Linked DNA regions of Gossypium hirsutum: region 1 is linked to region 2. The links are chromatin contacts, called in public Hi-C maps. All regions are on one chromosome and are shown on one strand. Each heading gives the region's core, a stretch centred on a gene start, on an enhancer-like site or on the middle of the called end of the contact. The rest is flanking DNA. Distances are from core to core; before and after follow the strand shown. Region 1 holds the start of LOC107924703 (fimbrin-2). Region 2 holds the start of LOC107923616 (EPIDERMAL PATTERNING FACTOR-like protein 9).

Evidence for each region. A called contact is a pair of places that touch in the nucleus more often than the background predicts.
Region 1: a contact with region 2 is called in a Hi-C map of leaf, with 2.6 times the contacts expected there. The contact joins the promoter of LOC107924703 here to the promoter of LOC107923616 in region 2. A contact is called at or near these places in 2 of 34 Hi-C or Micro-C datasets (hypocotyl and leaf).

The regions. Positions count from the first base shown.
Region 1 is chrA11:17,591,760-17,598,205 of Gossypium_hirsutum_v2.1, reverse strand. LOC107924703 (fimbrin-2) reads right to left here and starts at 3,476. Exons shown (of 15, transcript XM_016855262.2): 1 at 3,200-3,476; 2 at 2,904-3,074; 3 at 2,252-2,493; 4 at 1,993-2,164; 5 at 1,455-1,493; 6 at 1,279-1,347; 7 at 938-1,054; 8 at 336-547. The coding sequence starts at 3,286.
Region 2 is chrA11:17,458,512-17,464,992 of Gossypium_hirsutum_v2.1, reverse strand. LOC107923616 (EPIDERMAL PATTERNING FACTOR-like protein 9) reads right to left here and starts at 2,582. Exons shown (of 3, transcript XM_016853803.2): 1 at 2,297-2,582; 2 at 2,081-2,151; 3 at 1,623-1,976. The coding sequence starts at 2,369. The coding sequence ends at 1,791. It overlaps LOC107912525 (asparagine--tRNA ligase, cytoplasmic 2), which reads left to right and starts at 5,513. Exons shown (of 8, transcript XM_016840735.2): 1 at 5,513-6,233; 2 at 6,321-6,481. The coding sequence starts at 5,805.

The DNA.
Region 1 (6,446 bases), core at 2,227-4,726, 130 kb before region 2:
TTGCATAAAAGTCTTGATGTGTTTGAAATTTTATAGTACGAACTATTGAAATGCACCAAATCACAGAACTTGTATTAGAAAATGTCTTGTAAGAAAGCTTTAATATGCTGTCAGATTGAACAGACAATATATGTAAAGGATGATAAATTAACACAGAATGGTAAATATTAAAAGCACAAAAAAGAATCACTTTATATTTAAACTAAAAGTCGTTGCTAGAAAAAACATCCGTAAATTTGAAGGACATTAGGTCCAGGGTTCAAATATGATTAACACAATCCCCATCTTATAAAAAAAAAAAAAAACATTGCTAGAAAATGGGTATCAAGTCTCACCTGTGCTGGAAAATATGGGCGACGAAAGCAAGATTAAGATTCGGGGAACCATCCACAATATCCTTTGCAGTTAAGTATCTTTTACATCCCATCCTATCTGCGTGTTCAAGAACCAACTTTGCTCTCTGAAATGGGTCTTTGACAGTCAATGTAGAAGGATTACTATGCTCAGGTGCAAGCACATTTAATAGATGCGCATAAGCCTCTGCATCCTGCAGGTTATATATATAAATCACAGGCGGACAGAAAAATAAATCTATAGCTTATTGTAAGTTGCAGCTTAACCCAAGTCACTGCTTTCATTTACCGTTAGTATAGACAAATTGAGGAAGCAAAAGCACTGTATACTGTTATATCTCATTTTAAGAATTTAGTTTCACATTAAATTTTTTATGTTGGTTTTAAGAAGTTTGAATTTATATTAGATGCTAACAAATGAAGAACATAGGAAAAACAGATGGGAATAAAAGTTAAACAAACATCTAGTTACAGTATTTATGCCAGATTTAGGAGTAGGACATTGTAAGATATGAGGATAACAAGCATAAGAGAAGATATTTGATGGAAAATTTAAAAAGCTCAAAAACGAATTTCTTGTTTACCTTTACATCAGTGGAGAAATTTGAGACTATTTTCTTGTATGGGGATTTCTTCAGTTGAAAATTCATCCACCTCAATAAGATCTTCTCTGGTGGTAAACTCATCAATTCTTCCACATCCTGTTGATTTAAGAACAGGCAAATATGTTCAGAAGACTACAGAAACCTAGAAAAGGCATCAGAGGTCTGTCTAGTTTGTTAAAACCTAGAAGGGGAGTGTAAATGAAATACAAATTTCTAAAACAGTGGGCATATTAATTTAACCGTAATTCATCACACAACAAAATCAGACAGTTCATTTTCCTACAAATTGTACTTTTTCTTAAAATGTTATACAAACCAACCTTACTGTCATCAACAAGCTCCACCAACTGGGGTGTTTTCTTCAAGTTCAGGTCGGCCAATAGTTGAATCTGAAATAGCATAACCATTAGCAAGATTGACCAATGTTTTTAGAAGAAGCAAGGTTGCAAAAAACTTAATTACTTTTGATAGCCAATTATTTGATAGATCAAGTTACCTTGATAATTTGAGAAATCAACCCAAGCACAAGATGTCTCTGTAACAGGAACCAGAGAGATGATATTATTATCAACAATCACTAGAAAAATCTAAATTTTAAATAATAACAGTCATAAGTGATGCTTTTTAGGTTTTACCCATAATTCAGCCTGATGGAGCATAAATAGGTTTTAAGATCACCACATTAAAATTATTACAATAGACAACCAAAAATGAAGGGCTACAAGAAAATAGAAGGTGACCATTGAAGAATGAGCTTATAACCAGGGTATTAGATGAATGCTCTACCTAGTCCAAGCCACAAATGAGAAACAATGAGCTTTCTAACTCCCATTATCATGTGGAAAAGCAGTTTAGAAACACAAGAGTAGCTTTTAAGACAGCCACATTGGCTCAAGCATACAACAACTAGAATGAAGCATGCTTTAAAATAGACTGCTGATACCAAAAGTCTTTCTTAAACTCAAGTGGAAATCCAACCATCAAATACACTATATTTCAATAATGGAACAATTAACAGTATAATATGTTCATACTCTTCCTTCAATGAAATCTTGCGTCCCTATATTGACTACAGTGCAGCCAATAGCCTTGGCAGAGTTGAGACATAGCGTGTGGTTTTCATTTCTTTCCCACGGATTGAGCAATCTCTTGGTATTAATAGCCCTTTCATCAATTGTGCCCGGAACTGCTACATTTATAAGCTTGCTGTATTTACATTGTATACAAGCTTCAAAATTTTTGCATCACATAAGCAAAAACTCAACGGCTTTAAAAGTTGAAAGAATCATTTACCAAAGAAGAACCCCATCTTTAACAATCTCAAAGAGATCATTGGAGGAAGCATTAATAGGTAAGTATTTGTTTAAGAACCCATCTTGAGCAAGATAATTATTGATATGGGCAACGTACGATGCCTTTTCGGATTCACTAATGGTGTGAAGCAGAGTAGTTGTAGCTGCCTTTAGGAATGCTGAAGAGTTCTTTGCTGGACTTCCTGTTCTTGCGCTCGCATGTGCATGAAGTTTCAAGTAAACCTATCCAATCAAAATCAAAATCCAGATAGTTCAAAATAAAATATTTATATATCTAACTTAACTCTCATTTGCTTTTCTCTCCTAAGTCTTAGTCAATCCTCAAAGCATCTTAAAAGTTCCTTTTTTTCTGTTTGGATCACCAAAAAATGCGATATATGTTAAGAAAGATATACATTAAAAGAAAGGATTGGTTTAATGCTATTTACCTGGCCAATAAAATAAAACGGGAAAAGAGAAAATAACTTTTTCTGAAAAAGTTAATTTGAAATATTGCTACGATCAAAAAACAGAGCAACACTCAAAATTCAAAATTTTCATAAGCCAAAACTTTCAGGAGAAAAGAAAAAGAATCAAACAAACTTTAACAAGTAAAAAGATCTTAAACTCGAGGTAAAGAAACATCAAGTGACCTTCAAAAAGAACTCGAAATCGACTTCATCGTTCAAGTTAGGATACAAATCAGCAATGAAATCAGCTCGTTCTTGTTCGCTCAGATTCTCTCCCACAACTTTCAATCTCGACATTCTGGATGCTAAGTCTCCCACCGTTAGCTTCCCGCTCTCTCTTCTCATACTTGTAAACTGCAAAACAAAGAAAAAAAAACATAAAAACAAAAAGAAAAAGAAAAAAAACAATCAGTTACGAGAAAAATAGATTCATAACTAAAAAGAAAATGATAAAAAAATCGAATGATTCATTCACTTACGTGAGTTTTCAAGCTGCGAAGCTCGACTTGAGTGAACTGGTTTTGCAGCCATGGATCTGAGACCAAAATGCCAACATAACCAGCCATATCCAACAAATATTAATTGATATGTTAAAAACTTAGGAGTAGTTGTATTTGTGTAGTATATATTAGAGGATTTGCTTCCCTTTTGAGCTAAGAGATATAAAATCTATGAAGAATGGAAGGGGAAGTGAACTGTGGGAATGGGACGGGTTGCAGCTGTCAAAGTTCAAAGTTGTTCACTTGAAAATTCAAATTTTATGACCATTTTGTCCTCTCCTTTATTTATTTATTTTAAAAAATGAGTGGTGGGAGTGGGCCTTAGCCCTATGGGCCCTTTTTGCTTCAACTTAGGAATATCACTTTCCAGAATTCAAATTTATTGCCTCATTTCTGTTTTAAAAACTGATATAATAAATTAAACTCTTATATTATAATTATTTCATATTTATATATTAATAGTTAGGAAAACTATTTTATATTTACGTGGATATTAATATTTCTATAATATCTACTTAAAACTACTAACTACTAAGTAGCTAAATAAGCTCACTGATTAATTTATTGTAATATCATTGGTGCATGAAATTATAAAAGCCTATAAACTCTTACACCAATTTAAAATTCTAGTGATATTTATAGTTTATTAGTTTTTTATAAGAGCATAGCGTCACGATTTTCAAATTTATTTCTTCATTTTAAACTATGATTTTGTTTTTAATTTTTTAGTAAAATATGTTAAATAAATTTACATTTTTTTGGGCAAGTAGGGAATTTTTCGTGGACGAAATTTTTCAAGATAATTTCTTTTCTCTGATTTATAAAAACAAAAAGATTATCGTTCAGAGTGGGAAAAGAAGAATAAAAAGAACTCAGAAGAAAATAATGTTGTAGACTGACAGAAAAAGATTGAGGAAATTACATACACATAGATGTTATATGGAAACCACGAGAAATGTTGGGGTTGCTCCCTTCGCTTTTCTTAATCACGAAAAGTTTAGATAATGAAGGTTATTCGGTCTAAGGTTTAGGTATGGAAAATAATAACTTCAGTCATTCATATTTTTAATCAAGTTTAGAATTTAGTTTTAAGAGTTTTAAAAATCAATCTTTTAAATTTGATATATCTAAAATAATCAAATATTATTATTATCTAATGACTCACTATTATCAAGCTACAAATCGTAAACAAAATCTAACCCATATAGAAGTGCTATCGATTTTATAGATGATTGAAAATATTATATATAAATCAGGCCCAAATTTGATGATTCCGAAGATGTTAAAGAGTACTTTGACCAGTTGAACCTTTCATTTTGGTATTTACATTTCTATGCTTTTGTAATAATAAAGGTATCCCTTAATCTTTTTGAAGTTTTTAATTGTTCTTTTTAATAATGTCATATGCAATATTCAAGTTTAAATTCAAAACATTGGTGTTTCTATGCCTATTTTAGCAGCGAATGTACTTAAGAGGTCCTTTTATTATAGGGACTTGATCAAATTAGTTCATTTACTAATTAATGGATTAATTTAGGCTCTGTACTATTAAAAAAATAAATAAAATTAAGTTGAAATAGAGTTAACATTTAGTGTTTAAAAAATATAATTTATTGTTTAATATAATTAATATTTTTAAAATTTTTATGGTTCTCTAAATAAAATATTTTATTTAAAATTTATTTTATACTTTTTAATAATATAAAAATTAAATTGATCTAATTCTTAAAATACAACAACCCTAATTTAACCTTCATTTTGGAGGACAAAATGAGCCTCGTCATGTGATTGTGGGACCATTGAACAAAGGTTTCAATAATCGTACGCTGTGTAATAATAATCCTGCGTTAACTTTTAAATTTATTTATTATTATATATTTAAGATGTTATGGGAATTCAATTTCTTATATGAAATAATAAAGAAGTTATTATTTTTCTTCTTCCTTTCTGGTTCCATAAAAGTGTCATATAAATGAAATGATTATGAATCTCATATTAATATCTACAAAAGCTTATGAGCTAAAAGGTTAGAGGCTGAATCTCATTTTCAAACAAAAGAATCAACTAGAAAAATGAAATTTCCACTCCAAGGGAGAAAAACAGACCAAAAGAAACAATGTGAAAAATATTTGGGTACATTTGTTTACATGTAAATGATTTTATGGAAAATATTTTCTATATTCTTCTGTGTTTGTTTCACAGAAAATAGTTTGGTCAACGGAAAATGACTTACAGGTTAAGGTAAAATAAATCCTTTTTTCTTGTAAAATGACTTAGCCTTTTAAAAAGCGTAAGTCATTTTCTGAAAAAGAGTTCATCTATAAGTAATTTTATATTTATATAAAAATTAACTTAAATCAAACTTGATATTATTATATTGATAATAAATTTTATTTTTATTTTTAAAAATATTTAAAATATTATAATTTTCAATATTATTAAACATACTTATTTAATTATTTATATTTAGTCATATAATAAATTATTAATATAATAAATATAATTTATTATTTTAATAAATTATTTAATATTTTAATTTTATTTTAATAATAAATTTTTAAAATAATAATTTTAAATAATATTATTCACATATTATTGAAAATATTCAATATTAATATTTTAATAATAAATATTTATTACAATTATAAATATATTAATAATACATATTTTGTAGTATAAATGTTAAAATATGTCATAAGTCTATGTACACTTCATATATTTGTAATTTAGTCTTTGTACTTTTATTTTCAAGAATTTAGTCCTTCTACTTTTCAAATTTAAAAATCAAGTTCAATTGTTGACATCGTTAATTTTTTTTTGTCAATTTTGTTGATGTTACATTTTTAAATAATACTCATTTAGTAGTCATGTAATTAAAAAATGAATCTGAATTTAACATAATATTTTTAATATATGTAAAAATAATATAAAATATAAAATTATAGATAAAAATAAATTCAATTAAGCAATGAAAAATAAGAAAATCTCAAATGTATGTTTGTTTAATTGAAAACAACTTTTATGAAATATTTTTAAGAAATCTATCAAATAACAGAAAATATTTTACACAGATTCATGCAAACAATAGAAAATATTAGTTTTTCCAGAAAAGTAAATCATTTTCCAGAAATCATTTTCTAAAAGTCATTTTCAGTGAAACAAATGGAGCCTTTAGTGTGGTGGTCGTACAATTAATTTATAACATAAGAAACATCATTTGCATGTA
Region 2 (6,481 bases), core at 1,333-3,832:
TTGAGATCTCTTTAGTGTTTATTTCTACACACGTCTTTTTTAGGGGGTCTACAGCCATTATGTGGCATATGGGTTACATCCCGTACGAAACTTAATAGTATATCACTTCTACAAATAGGTTGTAATGTTGCATCTCTATCTTCTTAAGAATATAAATAAAAAGAGTTATGTATCGAATATGATAATTTCAACCATAAAAAAAAACAATTATTAGATGTGGAATGCCTCTGATTTAAAAGTTGAAAGTTTTAGTTAGTAAGTTTGAGGATCAAAATAATATAATTTGTAAATGTGAAGGGTTAAATTATTGAATTGTTTAGAATTAGGATCGAATTGATAGAATATGTAAGTATTGAAGACTAAATGTGTTCTTGTACCAGTTAGAAAAGGCTTTCCGTTATCAATTTAATGGCAAGTGACCAAAACAAAAATGAATTTAAACGTTAGTGCCTAAATTGGAAATTTTTAAAGTTAAGTAATCAAAACAAAAACATGAACATAATTGTAGAGTTATAATAATTCTTTATAAAAGTTGATATTCTTAGTTCAAAATGTAAATCTTTATCGTATCTTCAATGTTGATTTACTTATAATTTTTTTACACACAAAAGTAGGAATTAAAAATTTTAATTTTATCCAACGCAGCAATAAAATCGGTGGAGCTCAGCTGAAAGATAAAGAACACATAGGTGGGGAGCAGAGATTTTAATTGTGTGAGGGATTCATGAATGTGTAGTAAGCAGAGAAACATAGGCCCACGACTGCAAGAGAGCCAAAATGCCATCAAGCATATTTAAATGTTGGCGGGTCTTGCTTGTTTTGCATACTCTGAAAATGGGGCCTCCCCCGTATGAGCTTTCTGGCTTCTTTGTTGGTTTCCAATTTTGCCATTTTGTGCAATTTTAATGGATTCAAAACTAAAAAGAAAGAGTAGGGCATGCAAAACTTTTGTTAGCTTTTCTTTTAATATTTGGGACCGCTGCCACATGTTCCAACTTGCCGAATGACAAAAAAATCTTCCACTTGAAGAAACCCTTAACACCGGCATTCTCCATAAATTTGCTCAACAGTTAGCTTCTTCTTTTGCTCACATCATCAACTGATACGGAATCTTAGACCTCATTACTGAATTTGTTAGACCGTAAAAGATTATAAAAGATTTAGGTATAAACTCTATTATATATTTATATATTTGACAAAAATTTACTCAAAATAATATGATAATATTTTGTAAAATAAAATTATTTTCATCATTATCCAATTGAACTGATGCCTAATTGATTATGACATCAATTCAATAAGTTACTTAATGGTAATATTGAAATATGATTATTATATTAATGCCACGTTGTCAAAGCAATAATCCCAAAAACCAGAAGTTGTTATCGTATAGTGTTTCAGGTTGTTCTTATCTTCCATTTTGTTTTGGACCAAAGGTAACAAAAATAAGCTCAACCCATGTGGGAAAAAGCAAATCATATGTAAATATTCAAATTATAAAGGGTGCAATATAAACCTTGTTATAAATCTTCAAGACTAATATCATTATATGCATGAATAAGACTGGAATTTATCAACACAAATAATCTTGGTTTCACAAAAATGAAAGAAGAAAAATTTTAAAGGCAAATGCTACTTGATTTTCTATTACTTTATAGAGCTTTGATATAACATGCCAACAAGAAACTAATTATAAACTTTCCTTGAAGCAGGAAATTTGTTAAGGTGCAATGTGTTCTTCAAGGATAAAACGACATCATGTCCCTTCAAACTTTGCAACAAAACTTGAATCATGGTCTATGGCAAACACATTTGTAGTGGTATGCACTATTGATTGGGTCGTTTCCTTCCACTGGGACTTGTTCAGCTCTACATTTGTATTTGCATCCTCTACATTCATTGTAAGTGCAGGTTGGAGCTGTGGATCCAATCATCAATCTCCTTGAATTTCTTTTCATCTTTGCTTCATTGCTGCTCTGTTGCTTCAGAAATGTTTCAGTCAGAAAGTCTGGAATTTTGTAAAACAAGTGAAGCAAATGCTGGGATTTTGTAGTAAGCAATGAAAGTGAAACTCCCTTACCTGCAAGTCCCATGGAGGAGAAAAATAGACCCCTTGTTGGAAAGGAAGTATTACTTGGGTTGTTCTAGATCCTGCAAAAATTTGAACCATAAGCGTATAAAAAAAGTTCATAACAGCCAACCCAAGTATGCAACATTGTTTAGAAAGCAACATAGAAGAGAATATATCCCTGATATATAAATACAATATTCGAGTATAAGGGGGCAGACTTTTTACCTTGTATTGCATGCGCTGCAAGGAAGAAGGTGAAGAATAGCATGTGTAAGCAGCTTAGATTAAGGTTGGCCATTGTAGCCTTTGTATTGTAAAGTTAGAAGGTGAATATATACGGGATGAAGTTGTAGGGCAAATATGTATGGTAGGATAAATGAGAGAGATAAAAAGGGGAGGGGGGGGGGAGTTAAAGAGATTTGTGGTCAATTAATGACCATAAAGAGATAGACTGGCAAATCATTCAGTGACTCAGAGGTGCACACATGAGAGGTTCCCAAACATCAAGGCCGATAGATTTGCTTGTTGGTGGCTAAACCATGAGAGCAGTGGATTGACTTTTGGAGTTACAAAAATGCCCATTTTGCTTTCTTCAAGGATTGGATTGAGCTTGATATTTTGGTGGGGGCTAAAAGGGGAAACTTAAGGTGTGTTGTACTTAGAGTTGCTACTAGGTTGGGTTCGGTTTATACAAGGTATCTAGATAAATTTTTCAAATCAGAATCGGATCCAGCCTGAAAAAATAAATTTACTTTTTTACTCAAGCCCGGTCCAATTTAAGAAAAATAAACTCGAGCTTGACTTGACTTGCTCATAATTGAATTTTTTTAAATTAGTTTTATTTGGAAATATTTTTTAAAATATAATATACTAAATACACTAAAAACAATAAAATAAAAACTTTCTAATTTATATTAAAAAACTACTATAAATAAAATAAATATATTTAAAATACAAATAAATATAATCAATATTTTATTACATTAAATATAATTTTTAAAATTTTATATTTTGGGTTGAATTATTTAGCTGGGTAAATCTTTTTTAGGTTTTAGATAATAAATTTAATTATTATTGAATTAGTGATTTGATATAAATGTAAATATATATAATTATTATTTGATATATAATTAATATAATATATTCAAGTTGGTTCAGAATCCAAACAAAAAATTTTATCTAAAACTTGACCATATAAAAATTAACCTTATATTTTACTCAAACCAATTTTTCGAGTTTTTTTTTATCATACCTTTTTGTCCGTTAAAATGACTTTTAAATCTATACTAATGACACAACCAATGAACAGTTATAGACTTATAGTGAGGAAATAATTTATTTTTGCCCTTAAGATGAATGGAACAGCCCCCACAAAAAGGAAGCATCCAGAACATCGACCATATGCAATCCCTGGATGAATGTTGTAGAAAGTATTTAACTTTTGTCATTGAAAAGACTGATTGATAATGTACCACAATGTCCTATGCCACAGTAATTACTATATTGCATCTCTACAATTCCCAAGAAATGGAAAATAGAATTCTTTTAAAGATATCTTTTTACTCAAATCCCAACCAGATCAACAATGCTTCCAGGCTACTCACTTGTGTTTTTGAACGTACGAGAGGCAATAAGTCAACCGACAATATGTTCGAGGTTAGTGAAAATGGTGTGTGGGCAGGCATGTGCTTGCCCTGTGGACTGTGGCTTATCATGCTACTTCTTCCATATCAGACCCATGCTTCCTTATTCCATCATAAGAAGAATTTCCCCATTACACCAGGGTTTGTATCAAGTCCTTCATATTTAATGTGATGCCTTTGTATGAATCACCTCTATAAAAAACCAGTAGTGATAAACAGAAGAAAATAAGAACCAAAGTTGGATATGATAGCGTGGAGTATTGGGCCTTGGGGGAAATGCACGAGTCATGTTTCATGACTAACCCATCAATGAGACTCACTACATATTTCCCAAAATTATTTTTTTTGTGCTTATTTAAAATTAGGGATAATATAATTTTTGTTTTTGAATTTGATAATTAAGTTGACTTTGGTATTAAACTTGATAATTAAGTCTACTTTTATATTTAAATTTGAAAAATATCAAAGTTTGATAAAGTGACATTTTGAGGTTGTGCCACATCATCACTTGAAAATTAAAAAATTTATATAAATTTCTAGGCAATGATATGATATAATCTCAGAATGTCACATTCAATGTTTTAATAACCAAGTTGGTGGTTAAACAGGTCAAATCACCAATTCTCAATTCAATCAATTCGATCGATTCAACCGTTGGACCGATAAGAATTAAATAAATAATTAAAAATTCATAAAAATCTAAAATAAAATAAAATAAAAAATTTATTAAACTAGTTCAACATGTTCAACTTTAAATTTTTTTTCGTTTTTACCAATTTCAAATAGTTTCCAAATCAATCAATTCAACCCCTTTGTTTAGACTATGATACCGATCAATTTTCAATCTGGTCTTGTTCCAATAACACTAGTTACATCATCAAATATTGATAGAATCCAAGTTTAGGGACCAAAATGTATTTAGTTGTCAATTTTAAGGACCAAAATGGACCTAGTTGCCAAATTTAGGGGCCAAAAATTATATTCTCCCTTAAAATTATAAAGATAAAATAGTAAAACAAAGCCACTTCTTGTGTCATTTTGATCTTTTTTTAATCCATGTGACTCTCAATCTTTAAATTTTAGTCATTGTTTTCCTTTAGATGGAGAACTTGACTAAAATGTTAAAACTTTAACAACAATGGCATGATAGCTTACATGGTAATCTGCGAATATTTAATAAAAATTCGAAATAATAATACCAATAATTTTCAAAAAGGTTCATAAAAATGTTAAAAATAATTATTCACGTCGGCAACGAAGTACATATGATTTGCCACGCAAGTAGCCACATCAATTTCGTTAAAATATTAATAGTTTAGTCAATTATTTTGTAAAAAAAACACTTTGACTAAAATTTGAAAGTTGAGGGTCAAAATAATAGAAAAAAAAATTAAAGTCAAAATGAAAAAAACCTAAAAAATAATGTAATTTTAATAGAATTTAATTTTGTTATAGGTTATTGATAACTTGAAGTCGTTTGCCGGCTCTCAATCAATTGAAACAATCCATAATTCCATATTAGTTAATTTAATACATAAATTAAAATAACCTCGGTGTTTATTGTTTCAGGTATGATTTGAGTTTGAGTCGCGTTGACAGTTGGAATTTAATACATAAATTCCATATTAGTATGATTCCATATTAGTTACGTTGACAGTTGGGGTTTTGGTCCTAATATTATAATTCACCAATAAAAAAAATAAATTAAAAAAGTAATAAAAAGAAAAATGGTAAAAGTATAATAAACCTTTGATTAATGTTTGTAAAACAGTTGGAGAGTGTGAAAATCCCGCGGATACCCAACTTTAGAAGAATACCTAACCTTGCCGCCAAGCCTTACTCTCCTGTTTATGTCCCTTGGCCTCGCCATTATCATCTACACCCAAGAAAAAAAAAACTATGTCAATGCAGGCAAACAATCCCTTTCCTTTGCTTCCCATTCTCTTCCTTCTCAAAGAAAAGCACCCTTTTTCTCTCTCTATATCATCACCCTCCTCCTCTACCATGCCATTTATAAACCTTGTTTACTCACATACTTCTCTCCATTCCCTTCCTAGTTCAGCTTCTTCTTCTTTTTTCTGTAATAAAGCATGGAATCTCAAGAACCCCAGGTGAAAAACTCCCCATTGATGCCTTTGATGTACACCAACCGGGTGGCCTTGAAAACCATATTGGAAAGTGGTGATGGCGAGACGGGGCTGGTTGGTACCACAGTGGTGGTTGGAGGGTGGGTGAAATCTTCCAAGGAGGTAAAGAAGGAGCCTCTTCCGCCGCCACAATCACCACCCCCAGCGGCAGCCGATGCTTTCCCTGCTGCTTCTCATGGGACTAAAGACGTTACCTGCGTGGAAATTCTTCAATCTCGAATCCCGTTTTTCAGGACCATTATCAGGGTTTTGGGCGGCTCTGCTAGTTCCCCAGCTGTTCGACAAAAGTTGGAGTCTTTGATTCCTAAACCACCTCCTCCTTCCATATTCCTTTTAGATATAAACGATGGGTCTTGTGTTTCAAGTCTGAGGGTAACCCTCAAATCTAATTATGCTTTGTTCTGTTTCTTTGAAATGATTATTTATAGATTGCTTGATCATGAAAATTCCTAATCTCAGGTTGTGATAGATTCAGCTATAGTTCCAGTGTCTGCCGGCCAGATTCTACCAACTGGAACATGTATATTAGCCCAAGGTGTACTGGGAAATCCATCAGCACTTGGAAAACAAACCATTGAGCTTACAGTGGAGAAGATTCTTCATGTTGGGACAGTAGAGCA